Linked DNA regions of Sus scrofa: regions 2, 3 and 4 are each linked to region 1. A link is a contact called in public HiChIP or PLAC-seq data. All regions are on one chromosome and are shown on one strand. The core of a region is the stretch at or near the end of the contact, and the rest is flanking DNA. Distances in the headings are between cores, read along the strand shown.

Region 1 (3,292 bases), core at 300-2,799:
ACAGACTGTAGACCTCGAGGGACTAAGAAACAAGGTCCACAAAGAAAGCAGCCAAGTCAAACACTGCCCCTGCCCCAGCTCCTTTCGGCTCGTTCTTCCGCGTGGGGCGTCAGAATACACAGAGGTAAAGCACGAGCCCCGGAGCCCTTCTAAGGAGACAACGAGGAAGCTGCAGGAAGATGCAAGAGGAGCAACTGCAGCCAGGTCTGTCCTCCCTCCACCATTCAACCCCGAATCAAAACCGCCCACCACTCGCAGGACTAGAAATAGACGGAAGGGGGGGTCACCATGCCCTGGGGGGTGCCCCTCGCTCCGAGCATGCGCACTCTTCTCCGAGCGAGTCCTTTCCCTTTTGCTCGCTTGGCTCCTAAAGACACAGACACACTCCACCCCAAAGAAGCAAAACAGCTCCGTGATTTCTTAGCTGTGAATGAGCCACAGAATTTTAAGCTTCAAATTCACAAAATGCAGCTTTTCAGTCCTGCTCAGGATTGGTTTTCAAAATTTGATCTGCAGAAGAATCATCTAAAGGGATTGTTAAATCCAGACTTATACATGTTCTAAATGCGAAAAATGACTAAATAACCAGAATATAACCATGGAAAACCAACCCGCAAATACAAGAGGGAGGGGGAGAGAGAGAACTGGGGCGGGGGGCGGGGAGCTGGGGAGAGAGAAAGAGGAAGAGAAAGAGTGTTTTGATGAGACTGTCATCTTTTCTGGCTGCCCCCCACCCCCCCGGGACAGGTGGAAGTTCCCCAGCCAGGGTTCGAACCCACTCTGCAGGAGCAACCCGAGCCACTTCAGTGACAACGCCAGAGCCTTAACCCATGCTCCACAAGGGAACTCCAGAGATGGTGATTTTTAACTAATAAAGCTCAGCACTGTGGGGACCAAATTTGTCTCTACAGAGATATTCACAAAGCTCTCACTGTGAAGCTTTCGGAAGTATGACTAATAGAAAGATGAAAATGAAACTACCTCTTTACATGATAAGTCCTATAACCTCCTTGGCAGGAACTGTCTTATTCTCTGAATTCTATTGCCAGTCGCCGAGCTTGAAAGCAGGGCAGACAACTCCCATGAGGACCCTGCCAAGGAGCAGGACAGCCAGGAGGACACACGGTGCCTGACCCTCATTTTGCCGCCCCTGCTGGTCCAGAGAAGCTGAACCTCCCCCACCGCCACCCCCACCCCACCCTTGGATTAAAGCCAGCCTCAGACCCCTGCCCTCCAGACACCAGGACTCCTGTCCTTCCTCGGTTGTCACTTTGAGTCCGAAATCAACCTTGGTTTGCACACGAAAGAGAGGGACATACCTGCTCCACCCCCAAGGGTCCAAGAATGGTTCCGGTGGCCTGTCTCACTTGTTCCTTCCACCTCTCTCTCCCTCCAGTGTCAAGGCTAAAAAAGACTGAACAAGCTCGTCCTCTCTCCCAGTAAAGAGCTGTCTTCAAAGTGAAAATGAAAGTGATCCGTGCTGCTGTTGCCTTCGCAGAGTCACGCCAGGAGCACCGAGCACAGCACCAACGGGGGTGATGGCGCAGGGTGAGAGGAGGCTGCGAAAGGCCAGTGCTCAGCATCACCTCTGAGCACACGCCCCAGCTTTCCTTGGGCCTCCCCACGTGTAAGTTTGCTTAGGGTGGCACAAGTTCCCTTGGCAAACAGGAAAGGAGAAAATCATGGCACAAATGTTAGCAAAATTGTATAAGCCAAGCATATCTCAAGCATTTTTCTCTTAGTGTGGATCCCTGGATGCCCTTGTTCATGAAGAGCTCTTAAAATTTTAAATCTGGAGGTCCCGTCGTGGCTCAGCGGAAACGAGTCTAACTAGCATCCATGAGGATGCAGGTTTGATTCCTGGCCTCACCCAGTGGGCTAAGGATTCATTGTTGCTGTGGGCTGTGGTGTAGGTCACAGATGTGGCTCTGATTGGACCCCAGGCCTTGGAACCTCCATATGCAGCAGGTGCGGCCCTGAAAAAAAAAAAAAAAAAAAAAAAAAAAAAAAAAGACTGCAGTTGCAACAGTTCTTTCCTGTCTCTCATACAACAATTTCTCCTCTCGTTGGACCTAAAAAGCAATTAAAAAAGAAAAGGTGGAGAAGAACTGGTAGAAACAGACACTACAATTTACATAATTCTACTATAGCATACAGAATCTATAAACTCTACCAAACTGTAACATGCAAGACAAATTCTCTAGGCTCCAACATCAGCTTCCCAGGGAAGAAGCACAGGCCAAATCTAAGACACAAAGGCTAACAGACACTGCCACCACGTGGTAACTCAAAAATCATAATTTATCTGGTAAGAGAGGAATTTTCCTGTGAAAAGTACTTGACTGAACTCACCCATATCTCACATCATGCAATACTAATTTTGCCTCTTATGTGTTTCCTAATATTGACTATAATATAGGTTTTTAAAGGTTAATTGTAATGGGAGTTCCCGTCGTGGCTCAGTGGTTAACAAATCCGACTAGGAACCATGAGGTTGCGGGTTCCATCCCTGGCCTCCCTCAGTGGGTTAAGGATCCGGCGTTGCCGTGAGCTGTGGTGTAGGTTGCAGACGCGGCTCGGATCTTATGTTGCTGTGGCTCTAGTGTGGGCCGGCAGCTACAGCTCCGATTACACCCCTAGCCTGGGAACCTCCATATATGCTGTGGGTGCAGCCCTAGAAAAAGGCAAAAAGATGAAAAAAAAAAAAAGGTTAATTGAGATGAAGAGAGAAGTAGTGAGGTCATAAGCTCTGATGAAGAGAATGTTTCCTCTTGGGTTTTCCTTCCCAGAAAAAGAGACTTGGATGCACATAGTTATCTGAGAAGTGACGGCAGGAAGCCAGAGGAAGGGAGAAGGGGGAAAGGGAGAGTAGGAGAGAGAAAGTGGAAAAGTCAAAATTCGAATTATTGAGCTGGTTACCGTTACACGTCCCAGCATGCATGTTCTGAAGAACTCCTCGAGTGCACTTCACAAGTGTCCCTTGGAGGGGTGCTGGGAGGATGTGACCAAGTGTCCCTTGGAGGGTCAAGGTTCCGGCGTTGCCGTGAGCTGTGGTGTAGGTCGCAGATGCGGCTCAGATCCAGCGTTGCTGTGGGTGTAGTGTAGGCTGGCAGCTGCAGCTCTAATTCGACCCCTAGCCTGGGAACCTCCATATGCTGCAGGTGCAGCCCTAAAGTAGCGGGGGCAGGGGAGCTACCAAACCATAGTGTGTAATTCAGTCCATAGTTTTTAGAAGAGACCACATTCCTAACGATAACTCATCAGGGGCCCCTGATGCCCAGAATGAAGGCCA
Region 2 (3,230 bases), core at 497-2,996, 350 kb before region 1:
AATGCTCACAGAACGATTTTCCTGAAGTCACAGAATCAGTAAGTGGTAAAGTGTAGCTTTGAACTCAGAGTATTTCTGTTCTCCGCTTTGAAGACAGCAGGCCGTTCCAGAGCCCAGTACCTGTACATCTTCCTCAGGGAAAAGCTCACAGCACAAATCCTAACATTTACCTTTGTTCTCACTGGTATATGGAGAGACAGACAACCGCAATGACATATTTAAGATCCGGACATGCCCCGAGAAACGTATTTCAAGGACGTTTTTAACAAATGGAGACAATGAGGGCACAGAGAGGACACGTGCCATGTGTTCTTTCAGTAAAAAATCCATCCAGTGAATGTGCTGCATCCAGCTGCTACAACATTTCCTTCAAACACAAGTTTCTGCTCTGTTATCTACAAAAGCCCCACTGTGACCCCCTTTCCCACCGACTGCCCCAGCAGACTGTCAGCTGTTTTCAGGTGTCTTTGGGAAGCTCGTTCTCCATTTACCTACAAGGAAGCCTTACCTGACAGAGCCACACCCAGACAGAACGTTCAATCCCAGAAGTACAATCAGTAAACAAGTGTCACTGGCTTTGAGAGCTGCCTCCAGTTGTTTTAGCTAAAGCCCTCTCCTCCTCCCTCCTTGCTGAAATACAGCAACAAAAAGTAATGGGCCTTGGCCGTCACCAGAAAGGGCCTGGATTTCTCCAGCTTCCTATTTTGTGATAATGGCTTTCACAGGGAATTCAACGCCACAGACGATACCAAGCTCAGAAAAATCATGCCAGAGGTGCCTGTCTTCTAGAAGCTACAGAACTGGATTTGATACTTTCAATACATTCTGAGTAACGAGAGGCCAAGTACGGTAACAGAAAAGAGACGCTACACTGTTCTCACATTAACCTCGGAAGAGACACCACTGGTACGACTCGGTGTATTTACGCTTGGGCACAAACCCTAGTATCTACCTCACAGTGGTCACGAGGGAGGCAATTAGGGTCTGCAAGCATTTCTCAGGTCACAGGACTAAGGGCCGTCTCCATGGCACTGCATCCATTTCCTGCAGATTGGACTACACCACGCTCAAAACCTACAGAAGAGAGGCTTCCCCGCACACGTCGGTCGTCTTCCGCAGGCAAGCCTTTCCGGAGCAGAACGCAGAAGACGTGCGGACAGGAGCCTCCCACGAGAGAACGCAGCCTCGCTCAGAAAGGCCCCGGCTCCCACCGCGCACCTGCGGGACGCCAGGGACGGCCGTCCGCCCCAACCCTCCGGCTGTCAGGTCGCCGGCGGCCTGGACCTGACCCTTCCCGCTCTTCGGGGAGGAGGAGTCACGGCCCCTCGGGCTGGTGGAGCCGCAGACGGAAAACAGGCCAAGAAGTTAGCCGAACAAGACAGGACGGCTGGACCAGCTGCAGAGGACGCGAGGCCGGGGCCGGGACCCGGGAGCCCCAGACAGGGAAGCGCCGGCGGCCGGTACCCCGCGCCGCCCCCGCGTCGGGAAGCGCCTTTGTCCCGGCGGCCGGCCGCCCGCCGCCTGTCCCCGCACCCCGGCCCTGGGGGCCCGCCCGCCGCCCGGCCTCGGCTGCCCGGCCCCCCGCAGGCTCACCGGCTGGTCGACGCCATCTTCACGGCCCCTCCGGCTCCCGACCGGCGACGACGACGGACGCCCGCAAACAGGAAGCGCTTGCGGCGACGAGACGCGGCGAGCCGAGCTTTTATAGGCGAGCCGTCCACGCAGGCGTCATCGGGCGCGGCTACGGGTCGGGAGAAGGGCCAAGAAAGTGAGCTCCTGGACGCCACGTGCTTTGCGTTTTCTCATTTTCCTTTTCGGTCTCGGTGGTTTCCCGGTCGCCGGCACATCGAGGCAACTACTCAGGAAAACGCTCAAGGGCCCCAGCAAACGGGCTACACCTGACACCCTCAACTTGGCTGGGTCAAAACACCAGGACAACCCGGGCTTTGGAGGGGGCAAAGCCCTCACCCCCCAGGGCTAACCACCCCTCCCCCGCCGGGAGTCGGCGCTCAGCTCTTACTTGCCCAGAGGGCGATTCCACCTAGGTATTTGGAATAAAGAGGAATGCACTTAGGTCAGCCCAGATGTCAGTTCAGGCTCAGTCATCCCCTAGCAAGCTGTGTCTTCCTTCGCCCTTCGCACCTGGGGGCAAGAGGCAATAGCATCTGCCTTGTGTACCCTTTTAGAATTGGCAGGAGATGAAACAAACTGTGGGAGAGCATTGTGCACCCGTGAGGCAGGGAGATGCGGGCCTTACCTTCCTGTTGTTGTCATGGTCTTTGCAACTTGGGCATAGCTGAAATACAGAGAATTTACCAGAACGTTCAGATACCCCAAAAGTCCCTAAATTTATTAAATACCCAAACTAATGGCACAAAATTAATAAAAACAACAGCAACACTATCACTACGTCGTTGAAAACAAACTACCCTTGGCCCAGTGGGAATAGAGGGAAAAGGGTTTCTGTGGGGATGAGCACTTAGAATACTGCGGCTGCTTTGTTCTTTGGGGCATGGAACTGACACCACTGGGCAAACGTTGTTTCCTTGAAAGGTGGGGAAGTCTTGCTTCCTTAGAAAGAAAAAGGTGTGTAAGAGGGAGAAGTTTAGGAACTCATATAGGAGTGGGGATGGGGGAGCTTTTTTTTTGGTCTTCCCAACTAACTCTGCAATTAAAAACCCTGACTATTTTTGTGGGGGCTTTTCTCCCACAATATCTGGTAAAGCTTCAAAACACCAGAGTTCCCGTCATTGCTCAGCTGTTGACGAACCTGACTAGCATCCATGAGGAAGCCGGTTTGATCCCTGGCCCTGTTCAGTGGGTTAAGGAGCTGGCACTGCTGTGGCTGTGATGTAGGTGGGCGGCTACAGCTCCGATCTGACCCCTAGCCTGGGAACCTCCATATGCTGCCGGTGCGGCCCTAAAAAGCGCACACACAAAAAGCCAATTCATCTCAGCTGTGCCAAATGTTACCAGGAGAGGGCTTGCAGGTGCTGCGCCCCAATCTGGCAGAAGTTTCCATAGCAGAGCTTCTTGCCTTGGGAGAAGGGTGAGAGGAGGAGGAAGGGAACCAGGGGGGCACTCTTGAGCGTGAAGATAAGGACCCACCACCCGGTGGTTTAGGGTGGGCATTACATGAAGGAAGAAGCTATCAGAGAAAGTGAAACCCCAGAGGAGGGAAGCTGGGCAACTGGTTAAATTACACCTGCCCCACCTGAAGAATCTCTTAT
Region 3 (3,458 bases), core at 50-2,549, 470 kb after region 1:
TACGTGTGTTTCCGTATCAGCTCCTGCCTGTCACATAGTGCACGTAAGCACATGCGTAAAGGTGCGGAGAAGTTCTCACCTTGCGCATGTGTAACCGTGGGCCTTTTAAAACAACACCGTAGGATAAGCAGCCTTCGTAATTCATGCTTTGGTGAGGAGGAAGCTGGTTTCTTCTGTTGACTCTATTGAAACCTTGAGGAGACTGTGTGCTCCTCTTTTAGAGTAGTTTTATGTGATAATTTTCTGCCAGGGAACAATTTTTCAAATAATCAAAGACGTCATAAAATGTATTCTTTCTAATCTGCCTTGAAAATTCATATGCGTAGGATATATGTTGGTGGTCTTTTATGTTCTATTTTATGTGCTTAATCCTTCTAGACTTGTTAGATTTATTAGCCTATAAGTGAAAAGTGACTGAGGATTGATTATTGACTGTAACTGAAGTTTTATAACCACATAATGCTCCCAATTTTGACTGCTATAGATGCAATGAAGCAGTTTTGTGATATAGATTATGGGGGTACGAACGGATCTTTTCTGTGTCACAAATAGCCTACATCTGTGTAGTCTTCAATTTGTGTCCCTACTGAAAGCCAAAGTATTGTAACTATTTTGTATTTTCTAATATCAGGGGTGGATTCAAAGAAAGTTTGAGTAGTTTGTGAACGTTAGCAAATGACTTTTTCCAAGACTAGGGCTGGGCTTCGATAATGACAGACAAATCGTTCCTTTTAACAAAGTAGAAAGCTGCCAAAAGCAGACGTCTAAGCCAAGGTTTACTTGACTCAATTCATATCCAAACACTGACTCAGATAGCTTTCTATCTGGTCTCATGCTGAAGTGCCCAGCCCTAATCAAGTGTGAACCAAAGCAGAACTGTGCAAACCAGTATGTGGTAAATGCATTTTGGTTGATAAATGTCATCTGATAATTTGTCTTTTGAATATTGTCTAACACTAGTAAGCTTACTTTTGTTTTTTCCCTCACTGTGCAACTCTTCCAGGTTTGGACCTTATGAGTCTTACGACTCCAGGTCTTCTCTGGGTGGGCGAGATCTGTACAGATCTGGCTATGGTTTTAATGAACCCGAACAAAGCCGCTTCGGAGGTAGTTATGGTGGTCGATTTGAGAGCTCCTACCGGAATAGCCTTGACTCTTTCGGAGGTAGAAGCCAGGGCGGGTCTAGCTGGGAAGCACCTTACTCCCGTTCAAAATTGAGGCCTGGGTTTATGGAGGACAGAGGAAGAGAGGGTTGCTCTTCCTACAGCAGTTTTTCTTCACCCCATATGAAGCCTGCACCTGTAGGCTCTCGGGGGAGAGGAACGCCTGCTTATCCTGAAAGTGCGTTTGGAAGCAGAAACTATGATGCTTTTGGAGGACCATCAACAGGCAGAGGCCGAGGCCGAGGAGTAAGTACAACAGAATCTTTTCAGATTCTTTTCACTAGTCACTCTTTTAAACCCTTTCAAGACCATGGTTTGCAACTAGAACAAACACTGTTCATCCCAGTGTGTTGTGAAGCCAAAGCTAAGTCATGAGCATAATTGTTAGGTCGCCTGTACAAGTTTCTCTAGCACCTCAGAAAATACGTGGCAGTGTGAGAGGACCTCCTAAAGTTTTGCCAGCTCTCCCTTTATTCAAAAGGTGAGGACATCAGGTTTGGTCTAAAAGGGGTTAAAAGGAGTTGCATTTTGCCTTGTAAACACTAGCAGTTCGCTGGTGGGACAGCGCTTGGACTGCTGCAAAGTAATGAACCTTGGAGTTTCTGAGTAGGTTAAAGGTGCAATGTATGATCACACGTGTCTGCCTTGCTGCTAAACTCTGGCACGTAGAATTTCTTCAGAGCTTCATGTTTCCCATGAAGCACGAGAGACTCAAAGTCGGTGACAGATGAGGGCAGTGTCGCCATGTTTACATGGTGAAGACCTTGAAACGCTAGTGGGTTGTAGATGATTTGCGGTCAGTTCCATTTTGCTAACTCACTCTCTGACAGTGTGTCCTACTGCTGGGTGTTGTGTTTTCCCTGTGTCACTAGTTTTCCTATTGAGAAATAACTTCCTCCCTGTACAAACATGTGTATGCTCCTTCCAAGGAAGTAATATTTTGTAAATTACTGCTTAAACCGGTAAATATACTAGTCTTTACGAATGTAATTTTAGGATGTGTAGGATAAGGATTCTGCCTTACATTCTTAGGTAGCTTGGTTGACATGAAATTTTTCCTAGGAAGTATATGTAGATTGTGGAGTTACTATGTCGTTTGATCCTATAAAGAATACTGTATTTTTGCTATAATGTAAATTTTTTTTTTTTTTTTGTCTTAAACAGTCAGTTGCTCTTAGTGTTCTCTTTGCAGAGGAAAGTACTTCTGATGAAAAACGTAGTAGGGCACATATTTTGGACTGTTTACTAGCCTTTGGTACCTCAGTGTAGTCTGTCATCCTTGTCTAGAAATTTTGCATTTATAACAGTTACTCTTTACTTATATAAAATGCATTGCACCTTTAATGGCTAATTAATGAAGATTTTTCTGATGTGACTATGTAAATTACCTGGAAACACTAAATGATTCAAGGTTACTAGGTTAGACAGGTGTTCCTAAGCATAATACACAGGTGTCAGCAACTGCTGTGTTGCTAGTCCACCATGCCTTACGATCGTGGATTAATTGAAAATAGTTGGGGTAATAGGTTTTGGGCTTCGAAATTGAAAATCGATTCCAGTTTTAAAAATTTGGAAAACAGTTAACATTTTCCATGCTATTACTTTAGGCAAATGATTTTTTTCTTAATGAGACTCCAAATGTCAGTTTTGTTTTCACGATAGAGAAGCAGGTATTCCAGTCCTTTATTTTCACCATTCTGGTCTGAATGGACTTTGCTTTCTCTCCTCCTGTTAATGAAGTAGATGAACCAACAGGGCTTTTTCTTTTTAAATCTTCACTTGTACAATTCCCGTTGGATCCTTCTCTTCAGATTACTCCTCAATCTTTATCTTCTAAAAGTAAGTTTAGCAGAGTAAATTTCTCTGGCCACGTGGCTTCTTGGTGTAGCGGATTTTGTTAATGACAAGACGGGACACAAAGAGTCGTTTGGTTGCATGACTCTTCGTCTGTAAACTCTTGCTTCTTGGGCTTCTGGGTCAGGATATGTTTCTCTAGGTAAGAATGTGAATGGAACGTCAGATGCAGTTCTTTATCTGAAGTGTGTCTTGGAAGTTGATGCATGGTTATGCTTAACTCTCCTATTTCAGACTAATGTTCCATCTCGCCTTCTCATCCCTTTTTCAACAGGGAGAAATTCTAAATGATTTCTGGATCTTTTTTTTTTTTTAATTTCAGACTTCAAATATGGTCTTCTTGGTGTATCTTAGCATTCAGTCAGGTTTTAGTGACATCAAGATGTCTTTTAAGGTCTTTTCATGGGAGAACCTCGATTAGGGACTCTGAAGAGGAGCTGT
Region 4 (3,014 bases), core at 121-2,620, 270 kb before region 1:
CTGTGAAGGAAATCATGAATCATGGTGATCTAATAAAACTGATTATGGCATATAGTATATCTAGGATTAACTCCGCAGTCATATACCCATGATCAAGAGAAAACTGTGCTATTATCTCTGGAGGAGATGGTTTAAAATGAAGATACAGAAGATATGTATGGCATAGCTGGGGGTGACCTGAGGCTGAGAAGGCTGATGAATTGTTGGAGGATCCAGGGCGAAAGGTGAGTAAAGCCGTCAAAAGAACTGTGAGACGTTTGAAGCTGTAGACTTCAATCCAAATGATCAGTGGATAATGACTTTGCATGTGGGAAGGAGAGGCAGAAGGAATCAGTTGATAATGTCACAAAGTCCAGGATGTTCAGGTTAACTGCAAGCTCAAGGAAGATTAAGGTGCGGTGACAGTGAAAAGAGGTAGTGCTAATTAATGCACAAACCTGGTTAAGAGTTACCACAAACAGCTTTATTTCTGCTTCATGCTCTGGACTTTAGTCCACTTCTACAGCCATGTCATCGGAGCAAGAGTGGGGAAAATCAGGTAGGTTTAGCTGGCACAAGACAAGTTAGGACACGTGCTTTTGCAAGTTTCTGAAAAGCTGTTTTGTGAAAAGGGAGTCCGGGTAACTTATTACAAATTTCGTAGAAGGCAGCAACAGGTCTGACTGGTGTTTAAGTTGCAGCAGCTGGGTCTCAGGCCCAGGGGAGCTAGGACTTTGTACAGGGGGCTGTGGAAGGAGCAGCTGCCAAGTTCCTCCCTCAGGTAGCAAAGAAGGAGCCTGCAAGACGGAAAAATTGGGTGGCAGGCGCCAAAAGCAACAAATTGGACAGCTTTCCGCTCTGATTGAGAAACTATGGGCTCCCCTAAGAGTCGTTTCTGCGGCAAGTTGACAGCTGTTTTCCTTCGCATGAAGAATCCCCACTGCTGCCAACTGGAGTGGGCGTCAGCTTCCCTCACCGTCCACGAAGTGCCCCAACTGCCAAATCCAGCGCGAAAGGGGCGGACGAGGAGGGGCCCAGGGTCCCACCCGCAGGCCAAGCACCTCGGCGCCTCCTCCGCAGCAAACTCCTCCAGGCCCGCGTGGGCCGTATGCACCGGCCGCGCGCCCCGGAGCCGGACACGAGTCCAATCCTGAGCCGAGTCCAGCCCGGCTCTTCCTCCCACCCCGCAGGCGCGGCCCCCGCGCGCACCCAGCGGCCCCCTCCCTCCCGCCTCCTCTCGCGGCCCCGCTCGCGGAGCCCAGGCGGCCACGGCCTCCCCGCACCCGTACCTTACCGACGCGCCACTCACATCCCTTCCGCGAACACCTCGCTTTCCGTGGCCCAAGTCCCGCGAGAACTGGAGAGTGCGTCGGGGCGCTCCGACGTGGGGCGGGGCCTGGCCGGGAGTCAGAGCGCGGATTGGCTGAGGGTCAGCCGGGTAGTGGGCGGGGCACCGTCGGACGGGGAAGCGACCCGGAGGAGAGGAAGAGGGAAGGGAGATGTGGCCGGGGATGGGCTGCGGGCTCGGCCCCTCCGGACCGACAGGATGGGGATGGAGGCCAGACGAGTGTGGGGCAGGATCCGGGCTGCGGGACGTGGCTCCTCCGGGTAAGGGGGGCGGGGCGGGGTCTTGAATGTGGTCCGAGATGGGGTGCGACGCTGAGGTCCGGAGCCCTAATTGGAGGTGTGTGATGGGTTGGGTTGGCCCAGTGATAGGACGCGGGCAGATTTGGAAGGAAAAGCCGGTTGTCGGGTCCCAGGGCTTAGGCGAGGGGAGGGTTGTATTTATCGAGATGTTAGCCGGTGCAGAGAGGGCAAGGCTAAGGAGAGTGTGCAGAAGGGCGCGTGGGTGTATTTATCTCCTGGGGTGGGGGTGAGAAAAAAAGCAGAGAGGAATTTACGTTCCTGAACAGTAAAAGCGGGTGTGATCAGAGGACAGAATGAAGGGGCCGTGGAACTGAGGAGGAAAATCAATGACAGTTTAAAAGGGAAGGAAAATCGGCCAAGAGAAACAGGAACACCACGAATTACTCGTTTTTGAAGGCGGTGTTAGCAAAAGGAGAGCCTTGTATTAAGCATCGAGCTTCATGCTTCAATTTTCTTCCTTTCCAATTTTAAGAAGATGGGAGGATAGAAGGAGTGGGAGGGGAGGTAGCATTGTTATTCACGTCCGGAGGAAAGGAGAGAGATAACTTTTGGTTGAACTAGGTTCGCCGAGTTTCAGAGGCGGATGGAAAATTGGCTGTGTGCAGTTGGGAATCTCACCCCTAGATCGTGAGCTACTGTCAGGGCATTCGTTTGTCAATACTCTTCAACCAAAAGGCCACCAGGAGCACAACTGCAGTCCAAAAGCTGGTTTTATAACTTTACAAAGAGGGAGAAAACACACCTTGGGAACCTTGGGTCGTTTGAATAATAGAGTGTTAGAAGAGATCCCTATTCAGGGATCCCTATTAATGGATCTTGTCTGTTATGCCCCTTCCTCGTAGTCAGAGACTGACTGATGCTGATGTCCTTTTAGATTGCGGTACTTTCCTGGAGGAGCTCCGCCATCCGTGCCTCCCAACAGTGAAGTCTTAATGGTAAGTGTTTGCTCAATTTCTGATGCCAGGTACGGTGTTTCTTTTTCTCACGTGTAACATGCATGAATTGAGAACAGAGGTGCACAGGCTTCTGGGGGAAATGGGCAGAGAGAGCGTGTGTCTCCAACCTTTAAGAGGAAGAAAAGGCCAGAGACAAGCAAATGTGTATGATGGTTTGAAATGGTGTTGAGTGCTGTGGACGAAGCCGTGAGGATGGGAGACTGCGGGTCGTTTAATTAGGAGAGTCAGAAAAGGCTTCTTTTGAGGAGGGAACAGTGGAACCCAGAACTGAATGATGAAGAGACGACTTTGCCAAAAATGATTCTGGACAGAAAAATGGCAGTTGAAAAAGCCTTGGTATGGGAGCAAACTGGGCATGCAAGGACGAAGAGGGAGACCCCTGTGTCTAAAGCACAGTCATCCAGGGCTACGCGCTTCCAGATTGGGGTGGGG

What was found. HiChIP or PLAC-seq counts read pairs in DNA pulled down with a chosen protein or histone mark.
Region 2: an H3K27ac HiChIP or PLAC-seq map of alveolar macrophages shows a contact between it and region 1. The contact joins the promoter of GTF2B here to the promoter of LOC100523310 in region 1. A contact is called at or near these places in 1 of 5 promoter capture datasets (liver) and 2 of 2 datasets of contacts at active chromatin or transcription factors (alveolar macrophages and skeletal muscle).
Region 3: a contact with region 1 is called in an H3K27ac HiChIP or PLAC-seq map of alveolar macrophages. The contact joins the promoter of LOC100737600 here to the promoter of LOC100523310 in region 1. A contact is called at or near these places in 3 of 5 promoter capture datasets (fetal liver, liver and skeletal muscle), 3 of 47 Hi-C or Micro-C datasets (heart right ventricle, retroperitoneal adipose tissue and skeletal muscle) and 1 of 2 datasets of contacts at active chromatin or transcription factors (alveolar macrophages).
Region 4: a contact with region 1 is called in an H3K27ac HiChIP or PLAC-seq map of alveolar macrophages. The contact joins the promoter of KYAT3 here to the promoter of LOC100523310 in region 1. A contact is called at or near these places in 5 of 5 promoter capture datasets (fetal liver, fetal skeletal muscle, liver and 1 more), 25 of 47 Hi-C or Micro-C datasets (adipose tissue, alveolar macrophages, blood and 14 more) and 2 of 2 datasets of contacts at active chromatin or transcription factors (alveolar macrophages and skeletal muscle).

Annotation. Positions count from the first base shown.
Region 1 is chr4:127,175,594-127,178,885 of Sscrofa11.1, reverse strand. It overlaps LOC100523310 (guanylate-binding protein 6), which reads right to left and starts at 1,549. Exons shown (of 11, transcript XM_005663706.3): 1 at 1,320-1,549.
Region 2 is chr4:127,521,318-127,524,547 of Sscrofa11.1, reverse strand. GTF2B (transcription initiation factor IIB) reads right to left here and starts at 1,746. Exons shown (of 7, transcript XM_001929406.6): 1 at 1,594-1,746. The coding sequence starts at 1,610.
Region 3 is chr4:126,701,824-126,705,281 of Sscrofa11.1, reverse strand. LOC100737600 (DBIRD complex subunit ZNF326) reads left to right here and starts at 1,299. Exons shown (of 9, transcript XM_021090831.1): 1 at 1,299-1,409. It overlaps LOC110260386 (DBIRD complex subunit ZNF326-like), which reads left to right. Exons shown (of 4, transcript XM_021090293.1): 4 at 1-3,458.
Region 4 is chr4:127,449,831-127,452,844 of Sscrofa11.1, reverse strand. It overlaps KYAT3 (kynurenine--oxoglutarate transaminase 3), which reads right to left and starts at 1,370. Exons shown (of 14, transcript XM_001929384.5): 1 at 1,289-1,370.